Regions from separate parts of the Gossypium hirsutum genome. Here region 2 is linked to region 1. Evidence: chromatin contacts called from public Hi-C data. All regions are on one chromosome and are shown on one strand. Each heading gives the region's core, a stretch centred on a gene start, on an enhancer-like site or on the middle of the called end of the contact. The rest is flanking DNA. Distances are from core to core; before and after follow the strand shown. Region 1 holds the start of LOC107957206 (transcriptional adapter ADA2a). Region 2 holds the start of LOC107957197 (RNA demethylase ALKBH10B).

The links. Hi-C and Micro-C count contacts between places; a contact is called where the count stands out from the background.
Region 2: a contact with region 1 is called in a Hi-C map of leaf, with 2.0 times the contacts expected there. The contact joins the promoter of LOC107957197 here to the promoter of LOC107957206 in region 1. A contact is called at or near these places in 2 of 34 Hi-C or Micro-C datasets (both in leaf).

Annotation. Positions count from the first base shown.
Region 1 is chrA05:46,176,604-46,180,431 of Gossypium_hirsutum_v2.1, forward strand. LOC107957206 (transcriptional adapter ADA2a) reads right to left here and starts at 1,644. Exons shown (of 14, transcript XM_016892662.2): 1 at 1,547-1,644; 2 at 1,354-1,460; 3 at 1,199-1,257; 4 at 548-735; 5 at 2-67. The coding sequence starts at 1,406.
Region 2 is chrA05:46,656,576-46,660,403 of Gossypium_hirsutum_v2.1, forward strand. LOC107957197 (RNA demethylase ALKBH10B) reads left to right here and starts at 1,697. Exons shown (of 7, transcript XM_041114152.1): 1 at 1,697-2,961. The coding sequence starts at 2,304.

The sequences.
Region 1 (3,828 bases), core at 394-2,893:
CCTCAAGAAGCAATATCTCCTCATCCGCATTCCAGTCTGGACAAATAAGTGGGAAAGACAAATTGTCCTGCATGGAAGAACATTAAAATGCATACTCCAACCAATAGCAAAATGGGGAAAAACTATGTTTGGAATCATTTATTATGAGAATTACTGACGGCAATAGCATAGATGATGAAAAGAATGACAGCAATTGATGACCCAGTTAGTAAACAAATTCACAGATGGTAATCACCAAGTTATGTCCCACCAAAGTGAGGTTCCAGGAGAGGTGAATAAGATTTTCTAGCATAGAACAGAAAGGGAGAGGTTGTAGGATGCAGTTGTAATAAAACGCATGAAACATATGGTTCAGCAAAAAATGCCATTGGTATTGAACAGAAAACAAAATTGTTTTTAACTCACTTAAGACCTATGTAACCATGTTCCTTAGACTTTTTTCAAAAGCTCTAGTATACTTTACTTTGGTTAACCATCAGCGATCATGCTATAACCTTCAATTGCTAAAATGAAAAAGGAAATTGTAAATAGAAAGAAGGTGACTAACCATAACCCTGTATGGATGATTGCACTTGTGAGGAGTAATTTCAGCTCCAACAGAAAAGCATTCGACACAAAGATCAAAATCTGGACAAACTGCACACTTAATCCGAACCATTCCAGAAAGATCCTTGTTACAATAATTACAATGATACAATGCTGGCCCTTTTGCTTCACTCGGTACTTGCCCAAGACCTTATTGAAAGAAATGGAATCAATGGAGATGAGCAAAATAAACCAATAAACGCAATATCATCCATAAAGGTCATCACTTTAAGAAAAAAAAAAAAAGAGGAAGTAAGACTTCAAAACTTAAAAGAATTGCATTGCTAAACCAGTTACATCTTATTAGGGCTCAGTTCGATTTGATACTTCTACTCGATTTCTTGTTATTTCTTTTTCCAAATAAACTTAAGTTTCTAACCAAGTAAAAGTAAAACTACTTGTGATAAAAATAGGAGCTAATAGTTAAAATACAACCCTATCTGGAAATGCAATCATTCTATATAAAAGTAGAATCGTGCATTTTATTATCAATAAAAGTAAAACCATATATTTATTATTAAAATTTTACTATTATCCCTTTTGCAACTAACAAGCTTTAGAAAGATTAAATAATAAAAATACCAATCAAAGGGGACCCTAAATTTCGTCATACCTGCTGATGGAAGCTCTACATTTTCGACACTACCAGACGCAGTCTTTTTCCTTTTGGATCTACAGAAGAAAGGGCGAATTTTCAACTGAAAACAAGATCTTTGAACGGAACAGCTGAGAAAATAAATGAAATTAAGAACATAAAAAAGGGAAGACCTTTGATTGAGATCCTCTTCAGTTGGACGAGAGACTGTCCTCGATCGACCCATGCCTTCAATTCACCTAATTCCCCCAAATAGTAGCCACTCTAAAGCCTAATTACCCTAAAATAGATAGAGAGACAGTTATTACAAATTAGGGTTTCTAGATTTTAAGAAAAAGGGAACTGGACATAACGGTAACTGCTTACTGAAGATGAGCAACACGAGGAAGCAAGTGAGAGGCGAGAAAGTTGGAGAAACTCGGACTTTTTGACCCGAACCCACAACTTGTACTTGTTTATGGTTTGATTACGATCCACAACATAACCCTATTTCATTAGATCTGGATCCGACCCGCTCATTATAGGGTAAATTTCACCCAAAGTAACTAAACTATTAGTAAGTTTATATTTTGGTAATTCAACTTCAAAAAACTATAAAATAATCACTGAACTATTTGAAAGTTTTCATTTAAATCACTAAGCTAGTAAATCGTTATTGTAAGGCCTTCCCTGTTTACACTGCTGCATCAATCAAAAGTTACCATTTCCATTCTATTCTATAATTCAATTTTTTATGAAATATTTTTAAATGTCATCAATCTATGAATTAAAATTCAAATAGCTTTTTTTTCCGATATTTGACACTGACCATTAGATCCACTTGAAACTAAGGTACGTTCTTTTACTTGTCGATGGGTATTGATCCACCCTACGAGTCGTTAAATCTTTGCCTAGATCTTGCTACCCAACTTTAAAAAAAAACTTAATAACAAGTAATTTAAATAAAAACTTTCAAATAGTTCAATGACTATTTTATAATTTTTTTAAAATTGAGTGATCAAAATATAAATTTACAAATAATTTAATAACCTTTGAATATAGTTTAATTTTTTTTATATCACTTCAAAATCAAAGACAATTTTAGAGATAAAATTAAAGGAAAAATTATTAAAATAATATATATTAATATTTTTTTATCAAAATAATATTTATTTATTAAAATGATATGTTTACTAATAGTAAATAAAAATTTCGATTTAACCAGACACAAATCGGAAGGGTTGGTGTCGATTTTGGCGTTGGAATCAATATAAGACCTTATTAATCACGCTGTAGGGAATAGTGCGGATTTGGGGCTCCCCAACTACTCGGCCACTTACCCCCAAAAACTCCTGACTCCCCAACATTAAATCTAATAAACACCCCAATTAACCTAATTAAAACCAACCTCCCATAAACCCCCCACCCTAAGCCCATTTAACTTCACGTCCAAAAAAAAATACAACCATTCACTCCAAAAAAACCCATCTCCCCACACTTCCGAAAATTACCCAAAAATTGTAAAAAAATCTGAAAAATTTCCCAAACCACCCAAAAAATGAATTTATTTACGGAATACATTGATGGAATTTTTTTAAATTTAGGCAAGCTCCATCAACTTAATTTAAATTAATTAGGTGGTTATATTATTGATTTGTTTTGCAAGTTTAAAGTTATTATCAACTTTTCATAAAAAAAAGTTATTATCGACAAGAATTGTAAGTATATATGAATTTTAAATATGTTATATTGATAATGTAGATAATGTAAAAATTAAAATTGCTTGTTAATTCAATGGTTTAGGGTTTTTTAATTGAAAATAAGCAATTTTGTGAAATATGTTGAATATATTTTTAATTATTATACTGAATTAGATATTAATAATATTTTTATTAGTGAAAATTAATTGTTTACTTACTTGTAATTTGTTTGTTTAATTAATTGAAAATTGTTTATTTTATAAGTAATATATTTGTAATTATTATAATGAAATAGACATTAGTAATATTTTTATAAGTAAAATTATATTTGTTTGACATTGTGGAAATATTTTATATTTGTTAGGTTTAGGAAAATGGTATTGTTATAATTTTCGCATGCATCATATGAAATATTGGAAATGGTAAATATTACAAACTTCTCCTTAAAAACTTTACAATGTGTACACTAACACTTGTGTGATGTAGATTTTGTGTAGGAAGTGGATCGATCATTGCACAACTTGTTGCATCACAATTATTTCAATGGTATTGACCTGAGGATTCAAACATATTTAGATGGAGTCAATTTCAGGTACGCGATTTTGATTTAGAGCTTCCAAATATATCTACATCTCATAGCTGCATTGGTGGAGCAATGGAGGCCAGAGACCTATATGTTTCACTTGCCTTGTGGTGAGTCCACGATTACCTTCGAAGATGTTACATTACAACTTAGTCTTCCAGTTGATAGATTACGTCTAACTGGAGAATCAATATCAAACATGATGGTAGTTTGCCAAGAGTTGCTTGGGAGTTATCTTTAGAGGGTAGATGGAAAGGGAATTTCATTTTCCACACTTGATTGGACTCTTTGACGATGCTACCCGAGATTGCGATAGAAGTAGAGGTTCAAATCGCATCTCAGTTCATAATTATGAGTCTTATTAGGAAGATTTTGATGCTTGATAA
Region 2 (3,828 bases), core at 447-2,946, 480 kb after region 1:
TAAGCATTAAAATGCCCCCAATTAACCTCATGATGTATGCTCGGGCATATTGTGCTATGAGCTCCTCCGTTCAATCTTCAAGGTCTTTAAGGAGGTCGTTGAAATTATTCTTCAACTAATTTATTGATATTTGACCACCTTCGAACTTGTCTGAGACCTTCCTCAACAGTGATTGGTAGGAACCCACTTTGCTCAGAACGGTCGTTGATTCCGTGATAACTGGCCCATCCATTGATAGACCGAGTTGTAACGTTACATCTTTGAGTGTGATTGTATACTAGTCCCATGGAAGGTGAAAATTGTTTGTTTTCGGCCTCCATCTTTCCACCAACGCGTTGATAGTGCCAAATCGAGTTTGCAGTCCTTGGACATACGAGATGCATGTAAGAATCCAGCCGCTTGCAAGTGGCTACGAATTTCAAGGATCGCAAACTTTCCAATATTATGAATAAAGCCCTCCAGAACATAATCATCTGCCTATTTACACAATAAAACAATTTCAAATTAAAAAATAAATTTAACATTAATGAAATTAATGAAATTTAAATTTTCGGCTTACCATTGCTAATTGGGCGGTGAAAATACGCTTGTTGTCGAAGCGGATTAGAGAGGTGGTCATTCGTGAGAAATCGATTTGAATGAATAAAAATGAGATAATTAAAAAAGATAATATTTTAAAATTAAAATATCGAAAAATTTAAAACGAAGAGAGTTTGAGAATATTGAGAGATGGATGTGAATGAAAAAAAAATGAAATTTGAGGGTATTTATAGGGTAAAAAAAATTAAACGTTGGTATATAATTTTTACCATTAGTGCAGTAGTATTAAAAAAGCCATTGCTAGAAACGCGTCCAGCTAGACGAATTTTCTTGACACCTGTACAAAAAGCTTGACCAATTGAACACATTTTTCATTTAAATATGCCTATTTTTTTAATTAATTTTAAAATTGGCCTAACACCTTATTAATTAAAAAAGGCCTACAACATGAACCATCTATAATTTGAGAAAAATATAAATTTATTCCATTTGACAAATTGTGTAGCTATGTATAGTGAAAAAGTTAGGGTTGGTAGGAGCCTGAAAAAATTGAATTTTAACTTTTTATAATTTTTAAAATTTTTAAATAACATATAATAAAATTATATTATATTTTTCAAAAATAATAAAAAATTGATTTAGTCTATATATATATAAAAGCAAATAAACACTTTCCAAATTATCAGTGCTTATTGATTGAACTTGCGAATAAGAAACAAAAAATATTTGTATTTATCAAAGGATATTGCAATTTTAATACTGATATCAAAATATATAATATATATCACAATTACTTTGGTAAAATTTTTAGTTTTATTTCTCTTTTCTTATGAAAAGCAACCAATTCCTCTACAATAATTAAATGACAAATTATATAAATAAATTTCATAATTAAGTTTATCTTAAGACTAAAAAATGTTCAAAGTAGTGAACTTACAAAAACAAAAAATTTATAATGATAATATAGTAAATTTATTTTTAAATAATTTTACATTTTGTCAATCAAACACTTATATCTTAAATTCTAATTAAATGAACTAAACAAGATAACTTTTTATCTTATAATATTATATTGTTATAATTTTATTATAAAAGATAATGTAGTTACGAAATTAATTTAAAATTCGACCAACCAAAAGCGGTTTAATGCTAAGAGGTTAACCTCCGCAAAAAGCCCAAAGTTAGAACTCAACCCAAGACATTCGAACTTTTCTCAGACGTGAATTAAAACACCAAAATTCACCTTAGAAATTGAAGAAGAATATTCGTATGTGGTACGATAATCGATCCCTGGTGAGGGAAGGAAGTTTTGTTGGATTTTAGCTACTATAAAAACGCATCTTTATGCGTCATCGATAAGCCAAGCCGTGATCTCTTTCACTGTGACAAAGGCCCTTCTTGTTTTTCTTTCCAAGAACCAGATACCCAAACCCTAAATTGCTTGCGTTTTCACAATCTGCGCACAACCAAAGCAAAGTTCCCATTTTTCCAGATCTGACTAAACTAAACCAATCCTTTAGATCGGCTTAAACCTTTAAAAAGTAAATAAAGACCCAGTTTTTAATATTTTTTCACTATATATTTCTATTTTGAAGTTGGATTAAGTTAAGTTAAAAAAAATTTGTTTGTGATTTTACGTGATCACGTTGGATTCTGCGGGATTTAAGCTAATTAGATCTGTTTTTGGGTATTTTTAATTTATATACGTTGTTTTAGCAGTTTAATTTTTTTATCGGTTTGGGAGCGTTTTTTCTTTTTCCTCAATGGCAGTGCCATCGGGAAATGCAGTTTTATCAGATAAAAAGCAGTTTCCTGCTCCTTCAGCTGCAGTAGCTGGCGGCGCAGGTGGTGATGCTGGAGCCGTTGGCGGTGCAGCAGCAGCAGCAGCAGGAGGAGGAGGAGGAGGTGCAGAGTTCAACCAGCACCATTATCGGAATTGGTTTCCCGATGAGCGTGATGGCTTTATCTATTGGTTGCGGGGTGAATTCGCAGCAGCCAATGCTATGATTGACTCCCTTTGTCATCATTTGCGTGAGGTCGGGGAAGTTGGGGAGTATGAAGCCGTCATAGCTTGCATTCAGCAAAGGAGATGTCACTGGAACCCCGTGCTTCATATGCAGCAGTACTTTTCGATTGCTGAGGTTTCCTATGCTCTTCAACAGGTGGCCTGGAGATGGAGGCAAAGGCATTGTGATCATGGGAAAGTTGGGGGAAAGGATTTTAAAAGGTTTGGCTTTGGCTTTAAGGGGCATAGGGTAGAGGTGGCCAAAGAAATACAGAATTCTGTGGTGGATACTAATGGGAATTCTACTATTACCGCTGTTTCAGAGAGAAATGAGAGAGGGAGTGAGAAATATGAGGAACTTAACTTAGGTGGTGAGTTAGGGAAGGTGGAAGATAAAGGCTCAGTTGTCACAGAGGGTAAGATGGTTACATAGTGTTTCATGTTTATTGCTTTCATTTCTTGTATTTACATTGTGGTGAACATTTGAATTAGGATAGTCAATAATATATTCTATGATGTAGCTTGCCATGTTTGATTATTTGTTCTGATGGGATGATTGAAGCTTGTTTGCCTAAAGGATTTTAAGTGTTGATATCGGTTGACTTTTACTTGCATTCTTGTGAAGAACAATACCTTCTGTTTCAGTTTGTTATGTTTGGTAATCTTTTCTGATGGGATGATTAAAATTTGTATCTAAAGGCTTTTCGGTGGTGACATTGGTGACTTTCACTTGCATTGCTGTGAATGTTGAATTTGTTAGTGAATGATACCATATTTTCGCAGCTTTTCATGGTTGATTATTTGTTGAATTGCCTTGTGTAATTTGATAAAACTAAATTTTCCTTGTAATCTAGTTGAATCTTTTACACACTAAAAGGTAACTACGCTTATATTATAATTGGGTTTATGATTGAATTGGTTTATATTAACACACGTAATTTGATCTTTTTCTTTTACCAAATGAAAAGCTAGTTAAAGAAGTTATATTCCTTTTATAACAAGTTTTTTGGGTCTGTTTATGCATTCAATTGTGTCTATTGGGCGTTGACATAACCTAGCAATCTATGATTGCAGTCTATGCTGTTTACTTTCTTTAGTTGATATTTGATTTGACTCGCTTTCTTCATTGCTCAGTCTGAATTACGAATGCTGTGTCAGACCTATATTCTGCATCCGAATCTGTCGTTTTAGCGTCTGTTCTATGCTCTACAATGCATAGTGCATGTAACGGAGCTTTCAGCATCTTACGAGGTGCTGAAAGTGGAAGCTACGCATTTAATATT